3 separate regions of the Mus musculus genome follow, and regions 1 and 3 are each linked to region 2. A link is a contact called in public Hi-C data. All regions are on one chromosome and are shown on one strand. The core of a region is the stretch at or near the end of the contact, and the rest is flanking DNA. Distances in the headings are between cores, read along the strand shown. Region 1 has its middle 110 kb from the start of Gm13218. Region 2 has its middle 48 kb from the start of 1700061F12Rik. Region 3 has its middle 260 kb from the start of Gm30957.

What was found. Hi-C and Micro-C count contacts between places; a contact is called where the count stands out from the background.
Region 1: a Hi-C map of adipose-derived mesenchymal stem cells shows a contact between it and region 2, with 1.7 times the contacts expected there. The contact joins two enhancer-like sites.
Region 3: a Hi-C map of the N1E-115 cell line shows a contact between it and region 2, with 4 times the contacts expected there. The contact joins two enhancer-like sites.

The regions. Positions count from the first base shown.
Region 1 is chr2:9,480,621-9,483,393 of GRCm38.p6, reverse strand. No RefSeq gene overlaps it. Among named protein-coding and RNA genes, the nearest start is that of Gm13218, 110 kb to the left of the region's middle. Within about 2 kb of position 1,498, at least 55 of the 459 cell types and tissues checked have an H3K27ac peak or open chromatin away from gene starts, as enhancers often do. A contact at or near this core is called in adipose-derived mesenchymal stem cells, where this site is marked.
Region 2 is chr2:9,139,844-9,142,942 of GRCm38.p6, reverse strand. No RefSeq gene overlaps it. Among named protein-coding and RNA genes, the nearest start is that of 1700061F12Rik, 48 kb to the left of the region's middle. Within about 2 kb of position 1,327, at least 23 of the 459 cell types and tissues checked have an H3K27ac peak or open chromatin away from gene starts, as enhancers often do. A contact at or near this core is called in the N1E-115 cell line and adipose-derived mesenchymal stem cells, where this site is marked.
Region 3 is chr2:8,690,094-8,692,872 of GRCm38.p6, reverse strand. No RefSeq gene overlaps it. Among named protein-coding and RNA genes, the nearest start is that of Gm30957, 260 kb to the left of the region's middle. Within about 2 kb of position 1,407, at least 6 of the 459 cell types and tissues checked have an H3K27ac peak or open chromatin away from gene starts, as enhancers often do. A contact at or near this core is called in the N1E-115 cell line, where this site is marked.

The DNA of each region.
Region 1 (2,773 bases), core at 249-2,748, 340 kb before region 2:
GGTTAATGAAGGCTGTTGAAACTGAATTTCCGTTGGTGGTTAATCCTCTGCCTTCCCCAGGTTCCTTTTAGACACCTGCCTGACATAGTATGGTCCTAATGTTCCCAAATGCATTACTATGAAGGAGGAACTATCTACTTAGAGAAACACAGGTAAGCTTGGAAAAGATCAAATTCTTGGTCTCTGGGCTTTGAAATCTCATGGCATTTCAAATGTACATATGTATGTGAGCCAGGCCTGCCCAGGAACATGACATAGTGAATGAATGAAGCCACTGCTCTCAGAGTAGGGGAAATTAAGAAGCAGAGAGAAAAATGTGCTCACACTCTGTGGCATTGCCACCTGCATGTGAGGAATCCATAGATTTTCCTTAGGTCTTCACATTTATGAAGTCATGATGTTCTTGCTTGCAGAAATTTTGTCCTAAACCCCAAGGCTAGGTGACTTTAGAAGTGAAACCCAGGGGCCCAGCATCAGAGAGAATTTTGTTCGTACTTTGTCACATGCCCATGAATGACATTTCCTCCCAATTTCACAAGTCTCTAATGGGACTAAATAACTTGTAGAGGGGCCTCTACTACTCTCAGTGGATTTTAAAGGCAAGAAAAAAGTTCTAGGTTTGAATAATTGCATTTTGATGAATGCAAGACTTTCAGGAAATGTGCTGAGCTAGTGGCTATGTGCTTACTGGGGTAAGTAAGTGTGGCAAAGCTTATTGCTACCTTTTCCTTTAGAGCCACCTTTTTCCCAATGCCTTGTCACTCCACCCAGGCCTTTGTTTGTCACCTCTTAAAAAGACCCTCCTTGTCTTCCTATGCTGACTATGACTAGATCCCAACTCCTTTTACCAACAACTTCTGATGACTCTTCATTCTATATTTGGAGTTATATAGAGAAGAGAAGTCAGGGACATGGTTATCATTTTATGCTTATGGGAATCACCTCTTCAGAAACTGGTAATTTCCCAGCCTTCTTGTGACTCTTAGTCTCAAACCAGATCCTTGGTTTCTATTCTGCTTGGTCTGCCACAGGGTGGAGGACCAGCACTGCTTCTGGGTTATAAAGCATGCGCATACAATCCATGCTCCCAAGCCACCAATCCTTCATGGTCACAGGGTCTGAGAGAAGTCACTCACGGTTGTTATAGACAATGAGTGGGGAAGGGATCCTGAGCTACGAAACAGTAGCCATGGGAAAAATGACAGTTTCATTCTCAGGGAGAGCTTTTCAGACGTTTTGTGGTCTTAACCCAAATGTGTGTTGGAGGAAGCCCAATGTGGGAAGGAATCTGGGAAGGAATCCTGATGGAATGCCAAGAGAGGACCCATTCCTAAAGTCACACATGACTGTACACATCTTTGAGCCCATTGGAGACATTTTCAGATGAGGAATTTGACAACTATCAACACTAAGTCGCAGCAGTTTGTTAGACAATGCAGATCCTCCGTCTCCTGACCCTATGGCTCCTTCAGGCTTCAGGTTTTTTTTTTTTTTCCCAAGTGGGAAATATGATCTGTTGAGTAGTCAGGAAAGAATTTCACTGGCAAGTCCCTATTACTCATTTCCCTGGACTAAGATACAAATAAATAGTGTAAGCCTTTTTTGTAAGAAAGGAAACATGTTCTTCTAGTGCTGAAAGCCTAGGATTGCTTTTGAAGGACTTTATTTTCTATATCCAGAAGGACTGCTATTCATCCATCCATCCATCCATCGATCCATCCATCCTCCTCCTCTCCCTCCTCCCTGTCTTCCTCCCCCTAGTTATGGAGCCCTAGCTGGCCTCCAGATCAGTCCTCCTGCTCCAGCTCCCTAAGTGTATTCTCTGTTGGATAGTAGACTTTTAATGCCAGGTTTTAGAAGGTAAGGATAAGGGTCTATCTTGTTAAATGGATTGCTTTATTCAATTTCCTAGTATAGAATGTTAATAGTCATTGTCAACAACTAACTTTTAGGATGTTTCATTGTTAGACTCCCACTTTTCAAGAATTTATCATTGTAATTATCATTATTGGCTTTGTTATTATTAATTATTCTTTCTACTGACAATTATCAGGACCACAGTATCTTCACTGAATATTCTTATATTTTAGCATCTTATTCTGCTCCCTGTCCATATGACACCCACTTGAGCTGTTAAGAGAATACCCTACCAACAAACAATGTCCTATCTCACTCCCCTCACCTAAAAGTCTGCCATCCACGGTGGCATTGGAGGGGATAGTTCAGCAATGAAGAATGTGAATCAATCTTCCAGAAGACCATATTCAGTTCCAAGTATGGAACTGGGTGTCAAATGGCTACAAATGTTTATAACTGTAGCTCCAGGGAATAGATGCCTTCTGCACTAAAGCCTATGTGTTTCCTCCATAAATACTCACATATGCATGTAATTAAAACTAGTAAATAGATATCCCAGTCTAGTGAATCAGCTCTTGGCAGCATTATTTTTTGGTCAAGTTCCTTTACATTCTAGTATTGTGTTTCACTTAGGTTTGACTAAGTAATGAAATCTATAAATTTTGTCAGGACCACAGTATCTTCTCTGAGTATTCTTATATTCTAAGATCTTTTGCTCCCAGTCAATCATTTGCAGCTATTAACACTCACTTGAACTGTTAAGAGAATATCCTATCAAAAAACAGTGTCTAGGTTATGTAATCAAATCTATAAACTTCTAGCTTGGAAGTCCTGAATATTTCTCCCTCTAAAAATCCTACACTTAACTTTATCGTAAGGAATTAATTTCTGAAGAATATAACTTTGTTTTCTATAT
Region 2 (3,099 bases), core at 78-2,577:
CTTCTTCTTGAGCTTCACATGGTCTGTGAATTGAATCTTGGGTATTCAGAACTTTTGGGGCTAATATCCACTTACTTATCAGTGAGTACATATCATGTGCGGTTTTTTTTTTTTTTCTGATTAGATTACCTCACTCAGGATGATATTCTCATATTCCATCCATTTGCCTAAGAATTTCATGATAGCATTGCTTTTAACAACTGAGTAGTACTCCATTGTGTAAATGTACCCCATTCTCTGTATCCATTCCTCTGTTGAGGGGCATCTAGGTTCTTTCTAGTTTCTGGCTATCATAAATAAGGCTGCTTTGTTTGTAGTGGAGCATGTGTCCTTGTTATATGTTGGAGCATCTTTTGGGTATATGCCCAGTAGTGGTATAGCTGGGTCTTCAGGTAATACTATGTCCAATTTTCTGAGGAACTGCCAGACTGATTTCCAGAGTGATTGTACCAGCTTGCAATCCCACTAGCAATGGAGGAAATGTTTCCTTTTCTCTACATCCTTGCCAGCATCTGTTGTCACCTGAGTTTTTAACCTTAGCCACTCTGAATGGTTATGAGGTGGAATCTCAGGACTGTTTTGATTTGCATTTCCCTGATGTCTGATACACTGAAACTAATAGAAGAGTAAGTGGGGAAGAGCCTCGAATACATGGGCACAGGATAAAATTTCCTGAACAGAACACCAATTGCTTTTGCTTTAAGATCAAGAATCAACAAATGGGACCTCATAAAATTGCAAAACTTCTGAAAGACAAAGGACACTGTCAATAGAACAAAACAGCAAACAACAGATTGGGAAAAGATCTTTATTAATCCTACATCTAATAGAGGGCTAATATTCAATATGTAAAAAGAACTCACCTCCAGAGAATCAAATAACACTAATAAAAATGGGGTACAATGCTAAACAGAATCCCCAACTGAGGAATATTGAATGGCCGAGAAGCAACTAAAGAAATATTCAACATCCTTAGTCATCAAAGAAATGTTGTTACTTTTCTACCATGGTGGACTATACCCTGAAATTACGAGCCACAATAAGTCATTTCCTCTTGAGTTGCCTTTTGCAGGGTTGTTTGTTTTTCTGTTTGTTTACATAGCAATATGCAAAGAAAGCAACGAAGGTGCTGTACAGTCATGGTTTTTCTTTCTTCAGTTTCAGGGACCTACAGTCAACTGTAGTTCTAAAATATTCAATGGAAAATTTTCAGAACTAGACAACTCAAAGCTTTACAGTGATCCATGCTCTTCTGCTTTGCACTATGAATCTTATATCACGCTGTTCTGTCTCAGCTGCAGTATGAGTCAGCCTTCTATCCAGCATTTCTATGATGTTTCTGCAAGTCATCCATTAGTCACTCAGTAGCTGTCATGGTTATCAGATTGACCCTTGTGACAATGCCTTGCTTCTGTTCAAGAAACATTCATTTTACTTAAAAAATAGCCTCAAAGTGCAAGGGCAAGGATGCTACCAAGATGCACAGCACTTTCTTTATATAAAAAGTAACAGGTATACTGTGATAATTGTATGTTATCAGTAGCTATTAGTATCTTATTGTGCCTAATTTATACATGAAATGTCATCACTGAGATATCTGTATAGGAAAGCATAGTGTATACAGGATCCAATAATAGTCAAGGCTTTAGGCATTCTCTAATTTGTTGCAAAAGATCTTCATAGATTAAAGAGGGCATGTTCAATTGTGTGTGTGTGTCTGCATGTGTCTGTCTGCCTGTCTGTCTCTCCATCTCTGCCTTTCTGACTCTCACTGTTGCCCCATCTTTCTGTCTGTCTCTGACTCTCTGCCTCCCACTGTCTCCTCCTCTCTCTGTTTCTGTCTCTGTCTTTTCCGTGTGTGTGTGTGTGTGTGTGTGTGTGTGTGTGTGTGTGTGTATGTGTGTGTGTGTGCTTGTGTCTGTCTGCCTGTCTCTCACTGTCTTACCCATCTCTCTGTCTCTCTGTTTCTGTCTATCTGTCTCTCCCCTCTGTGGTGTGTGTGGGTGTCTGTCTGTGTGTGTGTGTGCTTGTGTCTGTCTGCCTGTCTCTCACTGTCTTACCCATCTCTCTGTCTCTCTGTTTCTGTCTATCTGTCTCTCCCCTCTGTGGTGTGTGTGGGTGTCTGTCTGTGTCTCTGTCTCGTATCTCTGCCTCTCAGTGTCTCCCCTATCTCTCTGTCTCTCTCTGTGTTTCTCTCTCTCTGTTTCTCTGTCTCTTTTCCATGTATGTGTGTGTGTGTCTGCATGTGTCTGTCTGTCTGTCTCTTTGTCTCTGTCTTTCTGACTCTCACTGTTGCCACATCTTTCTGTCTCTCTGTCTCTGACTCTCTGCCTCCCACTGTCTTCCCCTCTCCCTGTTTCTCTGTCTCTGTCTTTTCCCTGTGTGTGTGTGTGCTTGTGTCTGCCTGCCTTTCTCTCACTGTCTCCCCCATCTCTCTGTCTCTCTGTCTATCTGTCTCTCCCCTCTGTGGTGTGTGTGGGTGTCTGTCTGTGTCTCTGTTTCTGTATCTCTGCCTCTCAGTGTCTCCCCTATCTCTCTCTCTCTCTCTCTCTCTCTCTCTCTCTCTCTCTCTCTCTCTCTCTCTGTTTCTCTCTCTCTGTTTCTCTGTCTCTTTCCCATGTGTGTATGTATATGTATGTGTGTGTGTGTGTGTGTGTGTGTGTGTGCATCCATCCTTCTCTATCATTTTCTGCCTAACTCATCTGAGACAAAGTATCTCACTTTACTTTAAACTCAACAGTTTCTGTCTAGGATGACAGGTTAAGAAGCCCTAGCCATACCTCTGTCCCTATGCCAGTCAGTCCTGGGATTACTGATGTTAGGAAAGCCTTTGCTTCCACAGGTATGCTTGGTTCCCTTGGGTCCTTGAACTTGAACAGCTTGCTCTTGTATCTTATGAGCCATCTTCTCAACACACTAAATAGAATTTCTTTATGTACACATGCCAGTCCTTATTTTCAATTTAATTTTTTAACACCTTTTCCCATCAAGTCCAAGTAAAACATGCTCCCCAAATGCCTGCTTTTCAGCCTTAAGCTGTGGAGAGCCTCTTTCTTCTCTATACTCATTTTAGCCTACCTTCTTCTGATCAAGAAGGGA
Region 3 (2,779 bases), core at 158-2,657, 450 kb after region 2:
GGAGGTCTTGAGGGGAGGGGGTCTGATTAGTTGATATTGTTATTCTTCCTATGGGGCTGCAAACCCCTTCAGCTTCTTCCGTCCTTGTCCTAACTTCTCCATTGGGATCCCTGTGCTCAATCCGATGTTTGGCTATGAGCATCTGCTTCTGTATTGGTCAGGCTATGGCTGAGCCTTACAGGAGACAGCTACTCCAGGCCCCTCTCAGCAAGCACTTCTTGGCATCAGTAATAGTGTCTGGGTTTGGTGTCTGCAGATGGGATGGGTCCAAACAGCATGAGCATCTCAGCGGCATGGGTCTCAGTGGCCAGATGTGTCTGTGTGCATATACTAAATTCTGTAGCAGGCAGTTGTCATTGAGAGTCTACCTTTATGTCAAAAGGCTGCAGGAAAAAAATGATGGAAACAATTGCCTGAAGGTGCAATCTTGAAGGTCTGGAACAGTGACTCATGATGAAATGCCACAGATGACCTGCAGTTTTACCTGAGACACGTTTCCACCCCTTACTTTCCCGCAACACACGCAGTGGAGTAATGGTTTTCATTTACAAAGCCTTTTTTTCATCTAATGTACAGGTTGTTTGTATATGTCTATTCGTTTTTAATGCCCAGTTTCCTTAAGGCATTCTGGTTACAAGAAGTGTTCACTTTTTAAAGCAATGGCCAGTCCTCACTGCCCCGGCATGTTCTTTAAGCAATGGCCATTTTTCCCTGTGCTTGTCATGATCTTTAAGCAATGGCAAGTCCCCACTCTCCTCCTGCATGGTCTTTAAGCAGTGGTCAGTCCTCACTGTCCCCTGTGTGATCTTTAATCAATGTTCAGCCCTCTTTGTGTTAAATGTACTCAAATCCTCCAGTTTCCCAACTGAAGAGCAGACTCTAATGATTAGTTAAGAAATGCATTCAACTTAATTCAGATTTTATTCTCCCCTTAAGTCCCTTAGCTGAGCTCTCTTACTTCGATTTTTCAGAATTAAAGAAACCCTCATTTAAAATGAGCTTGTGCACACAGGGCATCTGTCTGTCACCAAAGGCAAAGAGCATCTTTCAAATATAATGGGGACAGGAGTCATCAACTCTAAATCTGATCTGCCCGTAATTCAATTAAATCATTACATTCTTGTCTTTCACTGATTTGTCTTGCCTACCGAAAACCATGCAACAAATGTGTTAAATGTTCATGTTTATATAGTGTGTGCATCTAAAGAGAAAGAAAGAAAAAAATCATTTAATGCTAAAGAGGAGAATATATTGTTGATTTTTTTTTTTAACAAATGGCTGGGAGGGTTATAATGTATTAGTTTTTTTTTTTCTAGAGGTAATCTTAGATGGGGAGTGAATGAAGGGAGGTCCGTTATCAGTCCATAACATCTGCTGCAGTGTCAAGTGATGAAATGGGTGACTCCGGAGCCCAAGACAGCTGGGACGGATTTCTTAATGCAGGAGGGTATTGTGCAAACAAACAGGCCCTGATACGGTCTATGGTTGTCACAATTATTCAGGCTGGTGATACATCTTCCAGTATTAGCTGCTTGAGCAGTCTTATTTCTTTTAAAACTAAACTACTATATAACAATTGCCATCCTGGTCTGCAAGTCAGTGGAAACAAATAAAATAAATACACCAGGAACAACAACAACAAAAATAAATAAGTAGAAATTAAAATTTATCACTGGAGCAATAAACTGTAAAGCTGACGTCGGATGAACAGGGCAAGACAAACCACCTACAACAATGACCCGGGAGGGAACAAACAAAGCCTGATCCCAAACCTGACTGAAATTAAAGCTCCAAAGGAGGAGCAGTTTTTCTCACCCTTTGTTACATAAGTGGCCCGGGTGTCCTTCAAGCTACAGATACATAAGTGCTGGTTTGGATACCTAATTTCCATTCATGCTACTTTTAGGCTTGTGGCTTGTGTACAGTATCATAGCCATGCCTAATTAGAATGATGGAGCTTCTCTAACAGGTAAAGATTCTATAAAAAGAAGAAATGAAATAATTTGGAAATCACTATTTACATACATGAAAAATGCTAATGGGTTTAAACATAAATCGAAGAGGAGTTTCCCTTACATAGGCGTCCTGGTAAATACATCAATATTGAGGAGGAACTTAGAAATTGTACAGCTGACACCCAATTCAGATATGATGCAGCATACAAGAATACAGCCCAGCTTTGGATCTGATATCTGAAAACTGCTGTAAGAATTATTTAGGTTTTCTGTGCCTTGGAATCAAAAGTCAATAAAAGAAAGGAGGTTGCTGGGGACAGTTCAGGGTGTAAAGGCTTGCCTGGCAAGCATGAGTTCAGATCCCCAAAACCCACATAAAGAGACGTGACTTGTATCTATAATCTCAGCTCTGAGAGTTGGGGGGGTGGAGAGTAGGGACTTCCAAGACACTCATGGGACTCCTAACCTGGTCTAAATGCTGAAGTCCACGCTGTTGTAGGACCTTATCTCAAGCAAACAGTAGAAGATCTTCAGGACTGAAGGTTGTTCTCTGACCAGGACATATGCACTTTGCACAAATGCACATTTACCAACACACACACACACACACACAGAGAGACAGAGACAGAGACAGAGAGAGAGACAGAGACAGAGAGAGAGAGAGACAGAGAGAGAGACAGAGAGAGAGACACAGAGAGAGAGAGACAGAGACAGAGAGAGAGACAGAGACAGAGACAGAGACAGAGAGACAGAGAGAGAGAAGAGAGAAGAGAGAGAGACAGAGAGAGAGAGAAAGAGAGAGAAGAGAGAGAGAGAGAGAGAGA